Linked DNA regions of Hordeum vulgare: region 2 is linked to region 1. Evidence: chromatin contacts called from public Hi-C data. All regions are on one chromosome and are shown on one strand. Each heading gives the region's core, a stretch centred on a gene start, on an enhancer-like site or on the middle of the called end of the contact. The rest is flanking DNA. Distances are from core to core; before and after follow the strand shown.

What was found. A called contact is a pair of places that touch in the nucleus more often than the background predicts.
Region 2: a Hi-C map of leaf shows a contact between it and region 1, with 6 times the contacts expected there. The contact joins the promoter of LOC123402720 here to the promoter of LOC123402407 in region 1. A contact is called at or near these places in 3 of 6 Hi-C or Micro-C datasets (leaf and seedling).

The regions. Positions count from the first base shown.
Region 1 is chr6H:476,385,686-476,389,917 of MorexV3_pseudomolecules_assembly, reverse strand. It overlaps LOC123402407 (clustered mitochondria protein), which reads left to right and starts at 2,165. Exons shown (of 29, transcript XM_045096331.1): 1 at 2,165-2,485; 2 at 2,724-2,977; 3 at 3,540-3,601; 4 at 3,946-4,135; 5 at 4,226-4,232. The coding sequence starts at 2,728.
Region 2 is chr6H:477,001,909-477,006,140 of MorexV3_pseudomolecules_assembly, reverse strand. It overlaps LOC123402720, which reads right to left and starts at 2,206. Exons shown (of 7, transcript XM_045096673.1): 1 at 1,735-2,206; 2 at 1,252-1,425; 3 at 1,039-1,131; 4 at 861-929; 5 at 374-580. The coding sequence starts at 1,989.

The DNA.
Region 1 (4,232 bases), core at 916-3,415:
ATCTAACTTCTCCTTTACCAACTCTAGGACGATAAGATGCATCTACTCCCTCCATCTCAAAATAAATGACTCAACTTTGTACTAACTTCATAATAAAGTTAGTGTAAAGTTGAGTCACTTATTTTTGGGACATAGGTAGTATATTAACTTTCACCAAGAACGGGGCACGTTTAGACCATGTTACTTGCTAATTCATGGCTGGTAGTGAGTTGTCTTTAGACAAGTTTTTTAATAGCCAAAACATACAACACACATTTATTAACAAACAAAATAATTTCACCACGAATCTCTATCTTCGGAGTCACCATAAGTACTAGCATGACGCCACAATAACTTCATGTAGACCAAATTCAAGTAAGTGTATCATGGGATTGTTGGGACACGACAAAATACTCTTCAGCAACATCGAAATCAGAATGCAATGGAAAAAGAGGCAATACATCATCAACACCCCAAAATGTGCCTATGCATGCCCAACTTTCCACAATCATCCAAACAAGACCCCCCTTAATTTTGGCTATTTGAATCAATTATGTGCATTGATTTTGGTCATTTAATTGGTGACTACAATACTTTGGTTGTCTGTTGATAATTAAATTACATCACTCTATTTAGGTGGCTTGGAGTCACCTAAACCCTCGATCATACCATTGTTGTCCCCACGAGCAAGCATCGATCACATCAATGCTATCCGACTCCACAATGACATAATTACCTCTATAATTAAGGGCCAGAGCAAAAGTTGTGCCACATGGCTGGAGCCTCCATTGTTGCATCAGTTGAAGCACGTTGTACAAAAGAAGCGATGGCGACAAGAAAAATTACCTAACAAGTCTCGAATAACGGGCCTGCCTTTTTCCTTTACCGAGCATGATGATAGGTCGTGTCGCATGGCTAGAGCCTTCATTGTTGCATCTGCATTAACGAGTCTCGAATAACGACCATGATGATAAGATGCATATGCATTAACTTTCACCAAAATAGAACAAGGTTTAGACCATGTTACTTACTGATTCCTGGTCGGGTGTGAGCTGGCTTTAGAAGAGTTTTCTAATAGCGAGTACGAACAACAATCATTTACTAACCGCCGAAATAATTTCACCACGAGTCGTCGTCATGGGAGCCACCATAAGTAATAGTATAATGCCACGATAACTTAATGTAGACCCAACGGAAGTGAGCTGGCTTTAGAAGAGTTTTCTGATAACGAGAATGAACAACAAGCATTTACTAACCGCCGAAATAATTTCACCACGAGTCGGCGTTATTGAAGTCACCATAAGTAATAATATGACGCCACGATAACTTAATGTAGACTCAACTCAAGTAAGTGTATCATATGATTGTTGGGACCCAACAAATACCCTTCAGCACCGCTGAACTAGACCGATTACTTCATCTATAACTCACTAAGGTCATGTTTGGAACCATTCAGATTACGATAATCCAATTTCTATAATCTATACTGTTTTCAAATATGACAAATTATGTTGTAGGAGCAGATTATAAAAACTACATGAAAATTTATTAATCTACTCCATCCGAGATAAAATCAGATTATTGATTACTAATGACCCACTATCCTTGTAAAGTTGAAGGTAATTATTAATTTCTGCCACGCCATCCTCCTCCTTTTTTCTCCTTAGCATGCATACGACATACATGTCATTATGCAATGTAAAACCTGAATTACAGTTTATATAATCTCGTCCCAAACATGTTCACCTAAATTATTTTATAAACCTGTTTATATAATCTATCTTCATAATCCAAATTACCATAATCTATTGTAGGGCCTACGGCTCAGCTGGTGCCAAAGCTCTTCGTCCGAAATGAATGGAAAAGAAATGCTAGATATCCTCCGCACGTAAAATTGTGCCTCTCCATGTGCAACTTTTCACAACCTTGGAAACAAGACCCCTAAATTTTGGCCATTAGAATCAATTGTGTGCATTGATTTGGTCAATTGATTGCCGATTATGGTAGTACTCTGGTTGTCCATTGGTAATTAGCAAATCACGACACTGTAATTATGTGGCTTAGGGCCGCCTAAACCCTTGGCAAAACCCTAACCACCCCCGAGATCCCACGCCGGAGCCGCCCCCGACGCAGGCCATGCCCAAACTACCCCGCACACCAGACGCCGAAATATCACCTCCGGGCCGTGCGTGCGTGCGCGAGGAGTAAGAAAAACTCAAGGAGCCGCCTCACCCAGAGGCCAGAGGCCAGCAGCAGAGCGCAGCGCCCGCGGGGGATCAGGAGGGGCCGCTCGCCCGTATAAAAAGGAGCGGCCGGCGACGGCATCCGCCTCCCCACTCCCACCCCACCCCACCCCACCCCCTCTTTTATTTTACCCAAACAGCCCCTCGCCTCCACAAGCCAATCGTCCCCGTCTCGCCCTCCGCCTCGCGCCGCCTCTCCTCTCCCCCTCCCCTCCCTTCCCCTGGTGGTGCCGAGGCTTCCGCGGCGCCTCCGCGGGCGGCAGGTACGCGTCCCATCCGCGCGCGCGTGCGTGCGTGCGGGCGGCCGCCTCGTCGGCGCGCGAGGGTTTAGGGTTTTGATTCCGCCCCAGATCGGCGCGCCCGCGTGGCGCCCTGGTCTGGATGGATGGACGGGGTTTAGCCGGGAGAATTGCCGTGTTTTGTCCGCGTTGCCGGCTGCGGCGGGGTTTTTGACTGACTGATTGAGATTTGGCGGCGGCGCTGCTTTTTGGCTTGTTGCAGGAATATGGCGGGCAAGTCCAAGGGTGCGAGGAACAAGGCCAAGGCACAGGCCGCCAGCCAGGATGCCGTCTCGGTGGAGCCGGCGGTGCCGGTCACTGATGTGGTGGAGGAGGCCAAGCCCGAGAACGGGGAAGTGACCGATGCCCCTGCTGCCGAGGTCGCCTCTGCTGGCGAGGCAGTCGCTGCGGCGGACGTGGAGAAGGAGGAGGGGGGTGCGGCCGAGGCCGCACAAGCTGCAGAGAAGCCAGCTGAAGGTGAGGACAACCACCTGTTTATGTCACATCGATATAGTGTATTTATTCTATATGAAGACTTGGAAATGCGGTATTTTCTCATGTATAGGTTCATAAAGTCGTGTCCTTTTGTTTTTGGACATTAATGGTTGCAGATAAGAACATTAGGCAGTTACAAGTATCCAACTGACACATGTTTTTTTAGTGATGAAGTAATCTAGATCAAGGCTAGATTTTGTGCGTGTGATTTCCCAGGCTGAATGAATAACATGCTGCATGCTGCTGTATTTAACTGTGCTTAATTTAGTGATGGCTGACGATTGTAAAACTAGTGATACTGGATAGGCATTACATTTGGCAGAAACCTGTCCCTGGAACTAACAGTTGGCTATGATTATATGTCTTCAGTTGCACTTGGCCAGTAGCATTGTTTGCAAGTTCATTCTAGTTAGCCTGTCATCAGCATGTGAAGTTTTCATTTCATGCACCTTGAAGACTATATGCGCTTCAGCATTCTCTTAATTGTTATTCTTTCTTCTGGATGTTCGACTCTTTTAACAAAGAAACATTTTGTGTCAAGCAGGAGAGCTTCATCTATACCCTGTCTCTGTTAAGACGCAATCAGGTGAAAAGCTGGAGCTGCAGGTTAGTGTAAAAAATCGTATTCTCTTTACCTCTTTGGATTTTACAGCCTCTTACCAGAACAAATGGGATTTATATTTTAGAATTTAGGTGGACAAATTTCTTTACTCTGACTGCTTATATGCGCAAAACTATTTTGATTGGTGACTGTTCATATGAAAATGTTACTACTACTCTACTAGTTTGATGTATGTTCGTAATATAATATTTTCATTTTCATACCTATATTTAATATTTTAATTTCCGAAGTGGCTTGTTTTGAGGCCAAGCTGTTGAAACCGCCATAGAGTATTGGAAACATGGACTAGGATTTTTTTTTAATTCATATAGTGCTATTGCATATGCAGCTAAGCCCTGGAGATTCTGTCATTGATGTCAAACAATTCCTCTTGGACGCTCCTGAAACTTGCTTCTACACATGCTATGATTTGATATTGCATACTAAAGATGGCTCAACACACCAGTTAGAGGACTACAATGAAATTTCTGAGATTGCAGATATAACTGCTGGTGGCTGTTCGTTGGAGATGGTTGCTGGTATGTATACATGCAGTTATGCAAATTATCCATTTTTGTTGTTGGTTTAACTATTTGATACGATGGGGCTGAAAATAATGTTTCTTTCAGCAACATA
Region 2 (4,232 bases), core at 957-3,456, 620 kb before region 1:
ACATAAAAATAGTGAGGCGTGTCCTTCTAGTTTTAGCGTGTGCACTTGCTTCACTGCCACACCCAACACCTCGGAAATAACGCCCAGCTCTCATTTGCCTAACATTTCCATACAAGACACAAGTATTTATAGATCCTTACATGCAATTGTGTAATATTTCAGCAAAAACTCAGATGTGCAACTAAAGTTTGATTTCATCATGACAACATCAACTATTTCAGGAAAACCAGTACGTGTACATAAGAGCAAAATATTGAAGACAATATCATAAAACTGGTATTGACCCCTGCAACCGATATGCATAAGTATAATGTCATCAAACTATTAACTTAGAGCAATTGAAAATGTATCCAGTGAAAATGGCAGAGCTAACCTGTTTCCCTGACTGAATGAGAAGACAGCCAACAGGGACCTTCACCTCCATCTTTTTACCATTACTTAACCAAATGTTCAGGCCTGGAAATCTACTACGACCGTGTATGGTCAAGAAATTAAGATCATAATGGAACCCAGCAAACACTGTGCCCTCAGAACCGTGACGCAGCAGATTACTTCCAGTTGGTGCTAGGAGGTGTGGTCCCTATTGAAACACAACAATAGTTGAGTAGTGTCAATAGGGCGATCAAAGAACTTCGACATTAGCAATACTTCTTTTTTGAGGAACATGAGCAATACTTCTAGTACTCAAAATGTTGAATTGAACGATGGAAAAAATCAAAAGACCTCATACCACTCCTTTAAACCCACTAAGGCATTCAAATTTTCTAATAGCTGGGACTTGGTACTGTTCTAAGAAGATTCATTTCAGAAAAATTTAAGAATAACAGAACAACAGAGCGTGCCGAGAATTACAACATTACCTCCTTCATCAAAGAGGTAAATGCATCCTTTGACAAGCCAAATCCAATCGCCGCCATCTCAGCAACAACCTACAAGAGAAGTGTGTCCAACCAACTTCTGAATATCGAACAATACAGATTTGCCATTCATAAACTGCAGAAAACATCAGTTTAGAAAAAGTGTGCACTGGATATGTACCTCAATGGCAGAAATCATTTTTGCACCCCAAGAATCCATTGTCTCTTTCCACTCAGGTAACCCATCAGGAATAACAGGTTCTGCATTCAGCTCCTACACAAAAATTACTCACAATTCAGCATATGACGCGCAAATAATAGCTAGGCGCGAAGCGCGGAATAAATTCAGGCTTCACCATCACAGTGAAGGGATCGATGATGCAGAAATGACAACCTTAAAGCGGGTATTCGAGGGGCGAGGGCCCACTCTCCACATGTATCGCCATTTCGGGTCTGGTCCCTTAGGGGTGGCTGGTTGAAACTCTTCTGGCATACTCTTGATCCTGTCTTGCATCTCCTTGTCGACGAGGCTGCGAGGTACCTCCACGCCTTCAGGCGTCACGCCAACCTTATCATATAAACAGGATCAAAATCCATCACCGCAAATGGGGTTAACTTAAGGCACCACGCATTCAGCATAACTGTTGGATGTATCAATCTTATGTGCCTCAATTTTGATGGTGATTTTATAATGCAGCTGATCATATCAGAGAACTTGAACCGGGAACAAGCACTGCTGCTGATCCTTGAATGTCCAACTTAACAATTTCGCCCGAACCCTAGGCCCCGTCCCCGCCCAATCGGACACCAGAATTCGCCGGGGAAGCGGGGGGGACGAGGAGGCTACCCGCTTCCATGAAACGGAATCATTTGCTACCTGGTAGTGGAGGTGGGGGCGCTCCTGGAGGCGCTTGGAGTCGTCGGATCGGGCGAAGTAGCGCTCGACGACGTCGAGGAAGCGGTCGTTGTCGGCGGCCGTGCAGCGGGGGTCCTTCACCAGCAGCGCCCCCGTGTCCCGCAGGCTGGCGCTCACCGTGGCGCAGAGCGCGCGCAGCGCCTCGGCCGGCGCCGCGGCCGCGTCGCCGGCGGCGGCCTGCAGGAAGGGCGCGAGATCCACCACGGGAAGGTCCATTGGGCTGCGCGGCGGCGGGAGAGGCGAGAGTTAAATTCCGCTGCCGCTAAAAAAAATGCGGTTGTGAGGGGGATCGGATTGTGGAACCCGCGCTGGCTGCGTCTGTCGAGGACGATACACGCGCACAGTAGTGGTGGTAACTGGTGGAACAGTCTAGCGGGTGGGGCGAGAGAGAAATGTTGCGTGAAGGAAGCGGGACGGGAGAGGGAGAGTCCGGGCCGGAACGGCAAACCGGGTGCGCACGGAACCGGACTGGATAGAGATTCTCCTCCTGGTATGGTGGCTGCGGTGCGGTCGCGCACGCAACGGAAAAGGGGCTCCTGTTTCTTGCGCGCGTCCACTTGTGTCGTCTGGTGGCTTTCCAGCCCGGCGATTGCTCAAATGCATGCGCTTTTCCCCTGTCTTTTTTTTAGCATGAATATTTTACTTATTTACTTGAAGAAAGTTCAACCGTACGATTCAAACGGACGCGTGCTTTGTCCGTCATTTTTCCGTTTGGGTCGGTGTGTCCTTTCTAGAAAATGGTCGACCGTGCGTCCAACGGAGCGACCTATTTTTCATCCACGCACAACACTTTTTTACGTTAAAAAGGCTCACGGTCATAGATCATGCCAGCTACGAGCAACTCCAACTGGCCGACCCAGACAGACGACGATTTCGTCTGTTTGGGTCATCCGCCGGCTCCGTGCCCGTTCAGGTATGATTTGGGTCGGCAGCGCGCCCAACGCGCCGACCCATATTTGTCCGTCTGGCTGGCCAGCCGTCTGTTTTTAAACAAATACTGATATTTTGCATATTTTGCAACAACAAATGATAGAGCATAGTTTCACAATCGAAAATAAAATATAGCAAAGTTTTACAAGGTCGATAAAAATTAAATTATCTATAAAATACACCTACTGATTGCCAACATAATCCCATATATGCTCAACCAAATCATCTTGCAACTGAATATGAGTTTCCAAATCACGAATTTAATGATGAAATTGGATGAACTGTGCAAACGATACCGCTTCTCCGTCATGCCGAGGCACCACATTATCACCCTGAAACTCAAACCCTTGATCGTGTAGACGTTCTGTATGCTCTCTTGGTTCGATTCAACGCCGGAACATGTCATGGAGTCGAGCCCCAGAACAGCGAACGCTGCCGATTAATGTGGTCATGGACCAACACGGCAAGCAGCATCTCCTCATCGTCGGATGAGGAATCGTCGGAGTCGCACGAAACATTATGGAAAAAAGAACTCGTCGGCGTAGTCCATTTTGTACCTTGAGGCAAACTGTCGAACAGCTTGCGGGCGTGGACGACGAAGCTGACCAGCGACGGCGGGTTGGGGTACGGGAAGCTGCGGTGCCCCGGCGACGCTGCGGCCGGCGAAGTGGGGTAGGCCCTGCGGTACGGGAGGACGCAACCGGAACTGGGCGATGGCGGCGACAGCGAGAGGACTGGGGGCGAGCCGATGGGAGGGCTAGATGGGGGTGGAAAACGACCAATGTGCCACCGACTGGCGGGCTAGGGAACGGTGGAAGCACGCGTCGTCCGCGTCCGCTTTGAGTCCGTGCCGACCCAAATCAGGATCAAAACGGGGCCTGAAATGGGTCGGCAGGTGGACGAAAAGCGAACGCGCGTCCGTTTGGATCGGCTCGTTGGGCCATCTTTTATTTCCACGCTGACCCAAACGGACGGCGGCAGACGAAATGGGTCGCTCCGTTGGAGTTGCTCTATCATGCTAGCATCAAGAGTTCACGTCAGCGATATGTCAGCGGCCCGCATACATATGTTAGCCTCTAAAAAAGTATGCAGTTTTCATGTTGGGCGCACTTGCGATCGGCCGGCACACATGCCAGCACACAAAATGAGACTATAGTTCGCCCACACCATCTTGGTTGTGGTCGTGTCCGCACACCATGCCATGGATCACTCGTCATCGAGGTTGAGCATGTCGTCCTACATCTTCTTGAACCAAGACCGCTTACTCAGATAGACCATGCTCAAGTCCACCTTCATGATCTCGACCCCCTTCGTCATGCAAGCGAGCTGAACTTCTCTTTCTCTGGTGGCTGCTTTGGTAGCCTTGATCTCTGGCATGTTCACTTGCTTCTTCGCCTTCGAGGCGAGCTTTTTATTTTGTATGTCCATGAAGGCCCCAATTTGCTCCTCCTTGTCATGTCGGCGCTTCTCCTCCCTTGAATCCTTGTTGGTGATTGTTGAGGGGATGAACCTGACAATAGACCAGGGGT